Regions from separate parts of the Pan troglodytes genome. Here region 1 is linked to region 2. The links are chromatin contacts, called in public HiChIP or PLAC-seq maps. All regions are on one chromosome and are shown on one strand. The core of a region is the stretch at or near the end of the contact, and the rest is flanking DNA. Distances in the headings are between cores, read along the strand shown.

The links. HiChIP or PLAC-seq counts read pairs in DNA pulled down with a chosen protein or histone mark.
Region 1: an H3K4me3 HiChIP or PLAC-seq map of stem cell-derived excitatory neurons shows a contact between it and region 2, with 6 times the contacts expected there. The contact joins the promoter of AQP5 here to the promoter of CERS5 in region 2. A contact is called at or near these places in 1 of 7 Hi-C or Micro-C datasets (stem cell-derived neural progenitor cells) and 1 of 1 datasets of contacts at active chromatin or transcription factors (stem cell-derived excitatory neurons).

The regions. Positions count from the first base shown.
Region 1 is chr10:45,908,162-45,911,857 of NHGRI_mPanTro3-v2.0_pri, reverse strand. AQP5 (aquaporin 5) reads left to right here and starts at 1,780. Exons shown (of 4, transcript XM_001157125.7): 1 at 1,780-2,308; 2 at 3,416-3,580. The coding sequence starts at 1,946. It overlaps LOC104001538 (a long non-coding RNA gene), which reads right to left and starts at 2,848. Exons shown (of 2, transcript XR_673400.5): 1 at 2,591-2,848.
Region 2 is chr10:45,702,732-45,706,100 of NHGRI_mPanTro3-v2.0_pri, reverse strand. It overlaps CERS5 (ceramide synthase 5), which reads right to left and starts at 1,392. Exons shown (of 11, transcript XR_010148304.1): 1 at 1,064-1,392.

The DNA of each region.
Region 1 (3,696 bases), core at 531-3,030, 210 kb before region 2:
TGTTCTCTACTTCCTCTGCACCCTCCCGCTGGACTCTTCCCCCTAGCTTAGCACCACACTAAACCTTCAAGGGGCTTTTAAAATTAACAGTCACAACGTAAGGAGACTTTACTGAGCCTTACTCTGTGCCAGGCACTGTGCTAAGGGCTTCTCTAACACACATGGGAATGGGAGTCTTTAATGCAGCTCCTCTCCCGGGATCCTGGGGGTGGGTCCTCCCCCTCTAAGCCCTAGAGAGCCCTCCAGCCTCATTCTCCACATGCCCGACCTGGAGTGGGTGGGAAGAGGGAGAGGGTGGTGTGCGAGGAGGCAGCAGGTTACAAAGGGGTTACAAGCTCAGAGGGAAGGGGGATGGGAACTGGAAGAAAGTGTCACCCAGACCAGGGGTAGAAGAACTTGACTTTGGGGAGACTGAGAAAGACCACATGTAAGAGAGAGAGACATGGAAAATGAGTAGAAACAGACAGAAACAAAGAAAGGCACAAAAATTAAGAGGCAGAGAAAAGGTGAAAATAGCCAGGAGACAGAAACTGCAGGATGAGAGAAATGAATAGACAGAGACAGAGAGACTAAGACAGCAAAAGGCAGGAAGGAAAAACAGAAAATGAGAAGGTGTGAGAGAGAGAGAGATGGAGAGGTGGAGAACAGAGAGACTGAAATGAGAAAGAGACCTCTCGGAGAGAGACCGAGAGGAAGAGGCTGGCAGAGGGAGAGGGTCAGAGACCAAAGACAGAGACAAAAAGAGAAATAAGGTTTTGCAAAGACTGACTGACAGAAACAGATTTCGAGGGGAGAGAGATCAAGACCAAGTGAGGGTTCGAAGGAGACTTAGGGGAGGTGGAGGAAGAGAAGGAGAGTCTTAGATCCAGGGTGAGGGGCTTCTAGCAGGAAGAGGGAAGACGCCAAGACCGCGCTTGGGAGGTCAGTGGTGCGTCTCTACCCCGCCTGCTCCCCCACTCCAACTCCCAGAGTCTCAAGGCCTCACGTCACACCCCCGTCCCGTCCCGTCGACAAGGGGAACCCCGGCCTGGGAGAGGGCGCCTCCGGGGGTCCGTTGCCTAGTCCAGGTACTGCCCAGCTACCGGGCGTCAAGGATTGCGAAGCGTCGGGGCAGGCTGGCACGGTGCCCACTTTTCCCAAAACGCCAGCCTTCCAAGCCCAGAAGCTCGCCCGGCCCAGGCCGGGAGCGGCCCACGTCGGACGGCCGGACCGCCCTGCAGGACCCAGCCCGGCCGCCCGCCCCCGCCGCCGGCGGTGAGGGAGGTGAGCGGCGCCGACCTGCGGGACGAGCATCACTCCGACCCAGCCGGGGGTGAGGCGGGTCAGGATGCTCCGGTCGCAGGAGGAAAAGGAGGAGCTGGACCAAAAGCCCGAAGAGAAGAAAAGGGGAAGGCCGCGCACGGAGCGCGGTAAGGGCCGGCGGAGCTAGACGCCCCGAGGTCGGAGTGAAGCGCCGGGACCGAGCCCCGTCTCCCAGGGAGTCCGGGGCGCCCGGCACCGAGGAGAGCGCGGGAGCCAACCTGGGCGCATCATGCGCAGGGCCCGGGACGCTGGGCCGGTCTACACCGCCGCCTGGGTCACGTGGCCCGGACGGGCCGGCGGCTGCCCCGGCCGGGGGGCGGGGGTCGCGCCGGGGTTGCGCTGGACGACCGGGAGCGGCGGGCCCGCAGCGGCCTGGAGCCTCCCAACCCGCGCGCCGCGCTGGCCCCCGAGCGTAGGAGCCGCCCCCTGCCCCCCCGCGCCGGCCCCGCGCCCGGCCGCCCGCCCCCTATATAGCGCGCCCCAGCAGGGCCCGCGCCAGGCCGCCAGCCTCGGAGTGGGCGCGGGACAGTGCGCGGCGCCCCGCAGCCAGGCCCCCGCCCCCGCCGCATCCACCTCCTCCGCCGCCTGCGACCCAACGGGCGCCCCCCGCCGCGGCAGCTGCCGCCGGGCCCCCGCGGCCACCATGAAGAAGGAGGTGTGCTCCGTGGCCTTCCTCAAGGCCGTGTTCGCCGAGTTCTTGGCCACCCTCATCTTCGTCTTCTTTGGCCTGGGCTCAGCCCTCAAGTGGCCGTCGGCGCTGCCTACCATCCTGCAGATCGCGCTGGCGTTTGGCCTGGCCATAGGCACGCTGGCCCAGGCCCTGGGACCCGTGAGCGGCGGCCACATCAACCCCGCCATCACCCTGGCCCTCTTGGTGGGCAACCAGATCTCGCTGCTCCGGGCTTTCTTCTACGTGGCGGCCCAGCTGGTGGGCGCCATTGCCGGGGCCAGCATCCTCTACGGTGTGGCACCGCTCAATGCCCGGGGCAATCTGGCCGTCAACGCTGTGAGTGCCCTGGGGGGGTGGGAGCCTCGACCCTGGGGTGGGCTCAGGACCAGGCCTCTTACCCCACCTGGAAAAAACGGGTGCCGCAGAGTGGGCCAGCCCACACCCTTCACCAGGAAGGCAGAGCCTCCCAAGGCCAGGAAGGCAACTCTCCAGGCTGATGTGTGCTCCCTTCCTGCCCACCTCCTCTCCCCCTCCCCTCATGCTGGCCCACCCTGGTCTCTCTCCAATGCCTGCTACCCCTCCTCTCCTGCCAGAAACTTCTGCCTCCTCCTGTCTCACCTTTGAGCTCCACTTTCCTCCTGGGCCCCTCACCTCTCCCATCACCTCAGTGGAGCGGTTGAGTAGAACCACCAGAGAAAAGCGGGCTGTCATCATGGCTTTGGGTGACCCTGGCCTGTCTGTGCTTCATTGTTCTCAGCGCCTCCATGGGGATGGTTGTGTCTGCCACAGCAGGTGTCAAGGGGCTCACATTTAGAAACCGTAGATAGGAACCCCCTAATGTGGGGCCAGTGCAGAGCAGTTTCTGTTGAGTATTGGTTCCCTCTTTCCCCAACCTGTGCTCCTCCCCTCAACCCCGCACCCCTGCCTCCCTCCCACCTCCTGCAGCCCCAGAGTCAGCCCCCAACCCCATGCAAACTGGGTTCATTAATCAAACACAGAGGAGGATTTGCTTGGCCATTGTCAAGCTGTGAGTCAGCCGCACTGGAGAGACGGGTTTAAGGCTGGCACTGGCATGGGGCCAGGCATGGGCAGGAGGCCGGGATGGGGTGTGAGGCAGGCAAACCGGGCAGCTGCCCACAGGATGGAGGGTAAATGCCAGCTTATGGGGGCTGGGGGTTGGGCAGAGCCATTGATAGGCCCATGTCCAGGAAAAGCTACCCTGACGCTCTGCCCTTTGGCCACAGGCCTGAGCTTCAAGCCTCTGCAAACTGTGAAATGTATAGTGTCTTTAACAAATGGCTTCGCTGGGGCGATGTCCACAGGACTTGGCTTCCAGGTGCCAAGGTGCTCTAAGTGTCCCTGGAGGCCAAAAGCCCTACTCCCCGAGCCCCTGGCTATACAGCCAGAAGGTGGCCGGGGTCCTAACCCGCTATCCTCTTGCAGCTCAACAACAACACAACGCAGGGCCAGGCCATGGTGGTGGAGCTGATTCTGACCTTCCAGCTGGCACTCTGCATCTTCGCCTCCACTGACTCCCGCCGCACCAGCCCTGTGGGCTCCCCAGCCCTGTCCATTGGCCTGTCTGTCACCCTGGGCCACCTTGTCGGAGTGAGCAGTACCGACATTGGGCTGGGGTGAGGGTGGGGCAGGCACTCAAGGCAAATAATGGAGCCCTGGAGCGGAGCCCACTTCAGATTGATGAGTCCAGCAGAGTTTAAGGCCTG
Region 2 (3,369 bases), core at 143-2,642:
GAAGCTGGCTTAAGGCCGGGTGCGGTGGCTCACGCCTGTAATCCCAGCACTTTGGGAGGCAGAGGCGGGCGGATCACTTGAGGTCAGGAGTTACAGACCAGCCTGGCCAACATGGCGAAACCCGGTCTCTACTAAAAATACAAAAAGTAGCCAGGGCGTGGTGGCGCCTGCCTGTAATTCCAGCTACTCGGGAGGCTGAGGCAGGAGAATCGCTTCAACAGGGGAGGCGGAGGTCGCGGTAAGCCGAGATCGTGCCATTGCACGCCAGCCTGGGCAACAAGAGCGAAACTCTGTCTCAAAAAAAAAAAAAAAAAAAAAAAGAATCTGGCTCAATATAGCTGTCCTCTGATAAAGCCCTGTGGCTCTCCTCCATGCCTTCGAACACTCCTCCTTCCATTTCAGGCCCCAAGGCCTGTTCTGCAACTAATCTGACATCTTTCCATTACTTTGGAAGCCTAGGGCTCCACCACACCCTATCCCAACCAGATTTCTACCCTCCTACCAACAAACGTGCATGAGTTGACATACCAAACCAACTCTTAGGGCCAAACTAATCCTGTTCCCCCCAATTCTCGGAAACTCAAGCGTCCTAACAAATCTTAAGAGTCTGATGAGTCCATTCCTTTCCCTTGGAACGTCTGGCCCTTGCGTTGACCCCTCGGCTTCCATGGTCACAACTAGCTCTGGTTCTCCTGGCCCCTTCCTATCCCTCTCTTCGGGGCCTCTGCCAGAGCTCACACTGAACCTGTTTCCTCATCTGTAGGACCCTTGGAGGTTGGGAGGAGGCCTATATAACCCCCCCAATCCAACTCCGGATCTAACATTGAAGGGTCCCAGCATTCCCCTAGACCCTCACTCTTTCTCTTGCCCACGCCCCAAACTCCTTCTCCATCTAGGCTACCACCTCGCCCACGCGCCTAGCATCACCCGCCGCGGCCCAAGCTCCCCCAGCCCCTGCTTCCGGGCTTTCCTTGCAGTTCTGCTTCCGGCCCTCGGCCCTTCCCACAGCGGGGCGCCCCCGGCCCGCGCCCGGCCCCCGAGCCGCTCGCTCCCGGGCTCTCACCGCTCGAAGAGCAGCCTCACGAAGAAGATGCCCGCCGCCAGCGGGAACACCGAGAGGATGTGCCGGCCGCGGGGGTAACCGTAGCCGTCGGCCGGCCCCTCCAGATCAGCCCAGCTCACGTTCTCGGGTAGCCAGAAGCGCTCGCTCCACAGCCAGCCCCACAGCAAGCTTAGGGGTCCCTGCGCTGTCGCCATCTTACGCCCACCCCGAAACCACCGCCGCCACAAGCGTCAGCTGCCGCCACAGCCAACGGAACCCGCGGGGAGGCGGCCCCAGGGCGGGGCCCGGCCGGCGGCCACCCCCTTCCGGCCCCTTCTGGTCACTGCCACGGATCCGCCCGCCTCCCTGGCAGGGCCGGGCCTCTTCACCGCCCATCTCTCCTCCCGGCCCATTTCCCTCACTGCAACCCGGGGACCGCCTCCGGGGATCCACGCCCCTTCCCGAGCCTCTGACTCGCCCAGCCCGGCCCTGGGACCACGCCTCGGGCGGCCCTGGGCCCGCCCTCTTTTGCTGCTGGTCTAGGCCACGCTTCTACTCCTCCCTCACTCTTCCATCCAGCCACGGCCACACCCCTTATTTCAGGCCTAGCTCCTTTACAGGGACATTCTCCTTTCTCAGCCTGTTGGAATCGAATCCGTTCCGGCTCCCACCCAGGCGGTACCTCTGTCTCCACTCCCGGAGGCCAGATCGATCTCTCAGGTCAGGGCTTCTCTTGGATGTCAGCTGGTCCTGCCCACTACTGTCCGCCACTAGAGTTCTTTTCGCTCCCAACCTTTTCTTCCCTTCGTGCCCCGTGACCTCAGCCTACTTTCACTGCTTTATCCCTTAAAAATTCGTCACTTTTCCTCAGAAAAAAATGGACTTAACAGTTTACAAAAGGCCGGGCGCGGTGGCTCACGCCTGTAATCCCAGCACTTTCAGAGGCCGAGGCTGGCGGATCACCTGAGGTCAGGAGTTCGAGACCAGCCTGGCCAACATGGCCAAACCCCGTCTCTACTAAAAATACAAAAATTAGCTGGGCCTGGTGGCGCTGTGCCTGTAATCCCAGCTACTCGGAAAGCTGGGACAGGAGAATCGCTTGAACCTGGGAGGCGGAGGTCGCAGTGAGCCGAGATCGCGCCATTGCACTCCAGCCTGGGCGACAGACCAAAGACTCCGTCCCAAAATAAAAATAAAAAAAGTTTACAAAAATCCTTTTATTCTTCTCTTGGGGAAAAGGAAATGGAAGAAAAACAAAGTGAAAAGGGAAGCACTCAAAAAGTATACGTAAAGGCAGGCCGGGTGTGGTGGCTCACGCCTGTAATCCCAGCACGTTGGAAGGCCAAGGCGGAAGAATCACCTGAGGTAAGGAGTTCGAGACCAGGCTGGCCATGGTGAAACCCCGTCCCTACTAAAAATACAAAAATTACCCGGGTGTGGTGGTGCATGCCTGTAATCCTAGCTACTCGGGAGGCTGAGGCAGGAGAATTGCTTGAGGCGGAGATCACAGTGAGCCGAGACCGCGCCATTGCCCTCCAGCCTAGGCAACAGAGCGTCTCAAAACAAAAACAAACATAAAAAGGCCGGGCGCGGCTCATCTGTAATCCCAACACTTTGGGAGGCCGAGGCGGGCGGATCATGAGGTCAGGAGATCGAGACCATACTGGCTAACACGGTGAAACCCCATATCTATTAAAATACAAAAAATTAGCCAGGCATGGTGGCGGGCGCCTGTAGTCTCAGCTACTTGGGAGGCTCAGGCAGGAGAATGGCGTGAACCCGGGAGGCGGAGCTTGCAGTGAGCCCAGATTGCACCACTACACTCCAGCCTGGGCGACAAAGTGAGACTCGTCTCAAAAAAAAAAAAAAAAAAAAAAAAAAAAAAAAAAAAAAAAGTATATCTAAAGGACCTAAAGGCAAAACAAAATAAATAGCCAATGTTTAATGAGGTTTCCTGTGTGCCAGGCACTGCATGGAACATTTTACACAGGTTATTTCACTCCTTCACCCTATAAAGTTGATCTTGTTATCCCCACTGGGTAAGTAAACTGAGGTCCAGTGAGGCCAAACAACTTGCCCAAAGTTATGTAGGTAAGAAGTGGTAGCTAGTGTTAAGTCAAGTTTAATCTAAAGCTGCCTCCTTACATATTTAAGTTCGGCCTGAAGGTTTTCTGTACATTGTGAACTGTAACAAGTGGAGGTGTAAATCGAACGTAGACCACACCGGTGCCAATCACTGAATTTTGGCCAATCAAATGTAGCCAACTGTTCCAACCAAGTTCAAATGAGACAAACGCTGATCTGTAACCAATCTGGTTGTTTCTGTA